2 separate regions of the Rattus norvegicus genome follow, and region 1 is linked to region 2. Evidence: chromatin contacts called from public Hi-C data. All regions are on one chromosome and are shown on one strand. The core of a region is the stretch at or near the end of the contact, and the rest is flanking DNA. Distances in the headings are between cores, read along the strand shown.

Region 1 (3,353 bases), core at 476-2,975, 300 kb before region 2:
GGATCTGAGTCACCCCCATAAGAGCTCCAAAATTAGAAATATGTCTAATATATCTGTGAATTCTTCATAAAGCTTACTCAAAGCAGTCCTTTCTGGAGTGACCCGATGCAGTTGGCAGTCAGGCTGCTTGGTCTACAAGCCTTCTTCTGTGTTGTGTCTTTTCTCAGTGAATCATCGTGGGAAACAGTAGCTCACTGCGCGTCTCCTGGCACCTACTGTCACCTTCTCTTTCCAGGAGAAACTTGTGTGTCCGTAAACATTTTCTGCTTTGGGATAAACTGCAAAGAGAACTACAGAGGTGTCAATAAGTCACAAGGTTAGGAGAACAGGATTGGGGCTCACAGGGGGGATATCCCGGTGAGTAGGCCTTTCACACACTGAGTACTTTAAAGAGAAAGATGTTCAAAGACGCTCAGAGTCCCTCTGTGGCCTTTTGCCTCCCTCCTGTCTGAGGGCTACCATTCTGTGCTTCTTCCCCGAAGCAATTCACAGAAATCAGAATGCCTCTTCCCCTCAAGGCAGGTCAGAGCACTAGAAATACGCTCTGACCTTCCCCCGCCACCCTATGTGCGGCCAAAGAGGAATTCCGTGACCTAATTCTCTGATTGTACAGTAAGGTTCTGCCCCATACCTGGGAGGAAGGAATGTGTCACAGAAACATGAAGAGGCCTCTCAGCCGCCCAGCCTTGCTGGCCTCCCCTCTCTGTCCAAGCATCTGATCATTTTCTTTCGTCCATTCTCACTTCTCTATACTCTGCTGCTTCCCACGGACTTGTGCATGGTTCTGTTAGTGGCTGTCCCTGCCCCTCGGAAGTGTGACACACAGCTCTACCCCTCTGACAATCTTCTCAAGCCCAATTGTAAAACTTGGTTTCCCTGGTCCGCCGAGTCTTGTGAGTGAAGCCCTGTGCCACAGAACTCCTGATTAAAGGAATCTGTATTTGTTCTTCTGTCATGGTGTCTTCCGTCATAGCAGTGTGAGCCATCGGTCCTGTTCTGTCCGATCTGGTCACTTTGGGAGAGACGCGTTCCTTCTAAACAACCAGCCCACCCTGGTGTTAGAAATGGCTCCACTCCCTAAATCATTAATCAGCCTGATTTCTACGAACTCTCAGTTGGTTGCATGTTCTATGAAAAGCACAGGCTGCTGCTTGGAAGAACTTGTGGTGAGGAGACTCAAGTATTCACTTCCCTCTACTGTACCTTGAACTGCGCTACTGAGGCCCCCTCGCTTTCTTTATAAAACAGTGGTTTTATAATTCAAAATACACACATACACGCGCACACACACACACACACACACACATATAGTGCATACACACACACACACACACACACACACACACACACACACACACACACACACAGTGGTTTCCAGAGCTGCTCTTTCAAAAGACTAGATTCATTCCCAGTGCTAGCAGGCAAACACACTCACAACAGTCTGTAACTCCGTTCCCAAAGAACTGGAGACTTCATTCTGCCCTACCCAGGCATTAGACCCACACGGTACGCAGGCAGAGATGCAGACAAAACACTCATATACATAAAGTAAATATATTAAGAAAAAGCTGACAAGCAGTGCGGGCTCTGCAGAATCATTTTCTTGGCAACAATAAAATGAAATAGAAAGGATTATGCAGTTACACACATGTGTGAATGTAGCAGCAGAGAGAAGCTGACAAGAAGACGAAAAGCACATGGCCTCCCGCCTTCAGACTGAAACACAGAGGCGTAGCCTGAGCCAGTGACCACAGACCTCCAGGCAGTAACAAGCCCTTGTAGAAAAATAAAGCAAGAGGCTGAGAATTGGTCTCAGTTTGAACAAGTGCTTGCTTAGCACGTAAGAAGTCCCGAGTTCAACCCCCAGTGCTTATGATCTGGGTGTGGAGGGCGGGCACACACCTGCAATTTTAGTCCTTTGGATATAGAGGCTGGTGTGCTGGCAGTCTGATGGCCTCTTCTGCTGTAGAGCCAGGCTAGCCTGGGCTACAGAAGACCCAGCCAGCAAGGGGCAAATGGAAGGGAGAAAAGAAGAAAAAGAAGAAAAGAAAAGAATGGGAAAGACATGGAAATGGGGGGAGGAAGGGCTAGGAGCTAGAGGATGGGTTTTAGCACTGTGGTTAGAGCAGCGAGGAGAGCTCCTTCAGGGTCCCAGGACACACATTTCCAGTCAAATGCTGTAAGGTGGGAAGGGGCTTGGTGAGTTTCAGGAAACTGCTGCTGCTGAAGCCCCTCCCCCACCGGGGGCTAGTGGCATAGGAGTCACAACTCATTCCCGACAAAGCTCTCTTGCACTCTGAGTTGATGGCTTTCCTTCCTCAGCCCCACCCACTCCAGTTACCATGCCCTTACTTTAAGAAATGACTGAAGATTCCAATTCCCTTCTTCGGTCTTGTTGGTGTAGTTCAGTTCTGGCTTGGCAATATAGGATGGTGGCAACCTTATATGGTTCTTTTATATCTTCCAAACTGATTCATGGAATGCTAAACTCCATTAAGTGCTGACTTAAGACGCGGACCAAGTGGCATCGTCACAGCTCCCGTTTCTTTTATCTTAACAATTTTGGTTACTTGATATTTTCCTAGTTTGTTCTCAAAATGCTAACACTACACTCTAAGTCCTCCCACTGTAAGTTTGGCTTATGTTTTTTTTTCCAATATGAAAAAGTGGCAGTACTAGTCATCCCTGATTCTTTAATGAAAAGGTATACCAGCAGTTTAGTTACAGGAAAGCAGCCTCTTCTAAGGCCCTTAATAAAAAAAAAACATATAAATTAACTTTGGGAAGCAGAGAATGTAAGGAGCTGGCCATTGCCTGTTTTCCCCCAACTGATGTACAGAGCACAGATGATTCTGTGTCTGTATCTTACAGGTGAAGAAGGGGACTGAGAGGTCTGCCATCTCTTTCAGGGAGAAAAAAAGAAAGGAAGGAAGGAAGGAGGTAGGGAAGAGAGAGAGAGAGAGAGAGAGAGAGAGAGAGAGAGAGAGAGAGAGGGAGGGAGGGAGAGAGAGAGATTGATTTTTTGGGAGGATTGACTCCTGGTGGCTGGGATAAGAAAGAAATGCCACTAAGCCTAACCACAACTTGAGAGGATGAAAAGTGAGTCCCTAGTCACCGCTCACCACAGATCCCTCTGATAAATGCCGGGAAAGCAAGGAAGAAATGTCTTCTGATGGGGCCACAAACATGGGCCCTGGAGACTCTCTCACTCCCAGGCCAGCCACTCTGCCGAAGCGAGGTGCACAGGAAAGGGTGGGAGATGGTTAGTAGGGGAATTAGCAGCCCCTGATCACTCAAAGCAGGCCTGGGATAGAACTGATTTAAAATGAAAGCCCCTGTAAATGTAAAAGCAG
Region 2 (3,432 bases), core at 476-2,975:
TAAAATATAAATATTAAAATTTTATCAAAAAATTGAACACACAAAAGGAAACTGTAAACTTTGCCAAGGATTTTGATAAAAATTTAATTTGTTTTCAAATATCTTATCTAGGAAATATATAAAACATAAGCTAGCCGCCAGTGTGCTACCCATTTTACTGGTGTCTGTAGACAGGCCACGGTCGGCTGCTGGGTGTTCACCTCTGGACTGTATCTTCCAAAGGCTGCGGTATATATTATAATGCAGGAAAATGTCAGTCCTGAACTGGGAGAGTTATACCTCAGCTACAACCCTGCCTTTACCTGCTAGTTGTATAGCTTGTTCAACTTCTCCTCTCTTTTAAACTTGGGAACGTGTACCCTCTGGAGTTAGTTGATCACGAAAACATTCTTTTAAATGAAGCAGGTAAAATACAAACAAAACCGAAAAAAACCTTTCAAGCATAGTTTAGTTACTTGCATGTAGAAAACAATTTCTTTCATTAATGGTTATTCTTCAACACATGGATGTCTCTTCTTTTAGTCTTTATTTCCTTAGTATCTGTTTCTTTCCTGTGTGTTACGTAGATTGTGTGTTATGTGGGTGTGTGTGCTGTGTAGACTGTGTTATGTAGAAGTGTGTGCTGTGGAGATCGTGTGTTATATGGATGTGTTAGGCAGATGTATGATGTGTAGATGTGTGCTATATAGATGTGTGTGAATGCACTGGGATCAGAGGTTTGACATAAATTATCTTTTTCTATAATCTCCCACTTTTTAATGTCTCTCTCTGAAGCTGGAAGTCACCGTCTTCCTCGTTGGCTAGGCAGTGAACCCATAGGGGCGGCTCCTCTCCCTGCACTGGCGTTAGGGATGTGTCTCCCCACACTTGGCTTGTGTATGTATTCCGGAACCTGACCCTAGGTTTCACAGCAAGTACTTTACCTCTCCTCTCACTGATAGGAAGAAACATAAAATAAAAAAAGAAAGCATTTGCATTTTCAAATCGAGCCCTTTTCTTTCATACTGGAAACCAAACCACTCTGAGTAAAGATCTTGAGGGACATAGAATTCAGTTCAATAATTCCAAGCATTTGCTGTTTTGCACGCATTTCCCTCTAAATGGCATCCCATAAAGAGTTACCAATAGAACAAAAAATGCCACAGGTCACATGGTGTGAGCACAGCCCTTGAGAGCACCTGGATGTCTGGGCTAAGTAGACAGTTCTAGGTCAGCCCTGGCCATATAACAAAACTGCTTCCCAGATAGAACCCTCCAGACAACTTGTAACTGTAACGGACAATGATTTAGTCCTCAGATTAACACTTCAAATAGTAGGTGTTTTCCTGTTACAACTGTTATTATCTGATCCAGCAGGACTGGGGATGTCCATTAGGAGCGATGGGGTCAGCAGGTGAAGCTCGCTGGAACATTTTGTGCTCAGTTATAAGCTGTGCAGTCACTCCTAGGCCGAATTTGTAGCTGCTTGTGGACAGGAGTCTGAAGTTTTGAGGCTGGCTTGGAACTTAGTATGTAGTTAGTCCAGTTTTGCCTTTGACTTCAGATCCCCCCTGCCTCAGCCTGTCACGCAACGGCAGATTACAGATAGGAGCCAGCATCCAGCTCGAAAGACAAAGCATTTCTGGTTTTCAAGTCACTGAATCATTGCTTTCCCAGGAACCCAACATTCTGAGTTGCTGCTCACTTAGCAAATATAGAACGTGGAGTCATCACTGGAATGCTTTGGCCAGATCACCACTTAACCTCCCTGCCGAAGCGAGAGGCTCTCTTCCAAATCAAGCAGGAAAGGCCTGAAAGAACGAAAATAAAAGACACCGACTTTGCCAAACAGTGATGTCAGTAGTAAGGAAGTCGAGAGACAAAATGGAAGAAATGAATTTGGAAAGAAAGCTAGCCTTGTAAGGAGACAAATGGGATACAGAGAATGAAATGCTTTCAAGCAGCCTGATGGCCGGGTTTGAGATCGAGGGTCCTTGGAGGAGACTTGGGATTAGATTAGGTGAAGGAAGTAAAGAATGAAGGGAAGGAATAGAGGGGCCTGTATGTCTAGGGCTGGTGTCTTGAGAGAGAAAGGGCAGCCAGCAGCAGTGGCTGCAGCTGATGGATTGGCCTGTGCAAGAGCAGACTTGAAGGCTCCGTGCTGTGATAGTCACAGAGCACCTGACCCGACCATCCAAAGGAGTTACTTAAAATTACAGTTGGCTCCCCTCCTCCTCCTCCTCCTCCTCCTCCTCCTCCTCCTCCTCTTCCTCCCCCTCCTCTTCTTCCTCCTCCTCTTCCTCTTCCTCCTCCTCCCCTCCTCTCCTCTTCCTCCTCCTTCTCTCCCTCCTCCTCCCCTTCCTCCTCCTTCTCTCCCTCCTCCTCCCCTTCCTCCTCTTCCTCCTCCTCTTTCTCCTCCTCCTCTTCCTTCTCTCCCTCTTCCTCCTCTTCCTCCTCCTTCTCTCCCTCCTCCTCCCCTTCCTCCTCTTCCTCCTCCTCTTTCTCCTTCTCCTCTTCCTTCTCTCCCTCCTCCTCCTCTTTCTCCTCTTCCTCCTCTCCCCCTTCCTCCTCCTCTTCCTCCTCCTTTTCTCGACTCCTGCTCAGTTCCTTTAAAGAGAAGGGAAATACAAATGACTCATTTACCGGATGTACTGTAGGAACTATTACTAGAAAAATAAAGAAAGGAAGCCTAGGCAAATGTAACTGTATCAGAAAGAAAAGGGACAAACTGGAGCTGTATTCCGTTAACCTGCTGTGACTTATCATGCACACTTCATCTTTTCTCCCAGCACAGAGTCCCTAGTACTATGTATGATGTCCACATACAAGTTTCTGTTGTGGCCATGTACAGAGAAAGCAGTGAGCATTCCCTTATATCATCTACCTTTCTGCCTGTCTGCCTGTCTGTCTATCTATCCATCTATTTATCATCTACCTATCTATCATCTGTGTCTGTCTGTCTGCCTGTCTATCTCTATCTCTGTCTATCTATCCATCTATTTATCATCTATCTGTGTCTGTCTGTCTATTTATCATCTACCTATCTATCATCTGTGTCTGTCTGTCTGCCTGTCTATCTCTATCTCTGTCTATCTATCCATCTATTTATCATCTATCTGTGTCTGTCTGTCTATTTATCATCTACCTATCTATCATCTGTCTATCTATCCATCTACTGTCTATCTGTCTATCCATCCAGCATATATCACATATATGATATACATATAATATATATATATTACATATATATTCTTTCATTCAGTTTCATCTGCTCCATAATGGTTTATTTGGTTCTAGTTTTCTTGGCTTTTCCTATTTTGAGGTGCTGGGGTCTAAACCTAGGGCCTTATGCATATCACGCAAATGCTCTACCATTGTACTATATTTCTAGGCCCTTAACTTGATTTTATATGTGTTCCTATTTTGACTGCTTTAAGCTTTAAGAAGGTTTAT

The links. Hi-C and Micro-C count contacts between places; a contact is called where the count stands out from the background.
Region 1: a contact with region 2 is called in a Hi-C map of the A7r5 cell line, with 1.8 times the contacts expected there. The contact joins two enhancer-like sites. A contact is called at or near these places in 6 of 12 Hi-C or Micro-C datasets (the A7r5 cell line, frontal cortex, kidney and 3 more).

The regions. Positions count from the first base shown.
Region 1 is chr2:240,871,788-240,875,140 of GRCr8, reverse strand. It overlaps a transcript of Adgrl2 not described here. Among named protein-coding and RNA genes, the nearest start is that of Adgrl2, 380 kb to the right of the region's middle. Within about 2 kb of position 1,725, at least 3 of the 93 cell types and tissues checked have an H3K27ac peak or open chromatin away from gene starts, as enhancers often do. A contact at or near this core is called in the A7r5 cell line, where this site is marked.
Region 2 is chr2:240,576,499-240,579,930 of GRCr8, reverse strand. It overlaps a transcript of Adgrl2 not described here. Among named protein-coding and RNA genes, the nearest start is that of Adgrl2, 83 kb to the right of the region's middle. Within about 2 kb of position 1,725, at least 14 of the 93 cell types and tissues checked have an H3K27ac peak or open chromatin away from gene starts, as enhancers often do. A contact at or near this core is called in the A7r5 cell line, where this site is marked.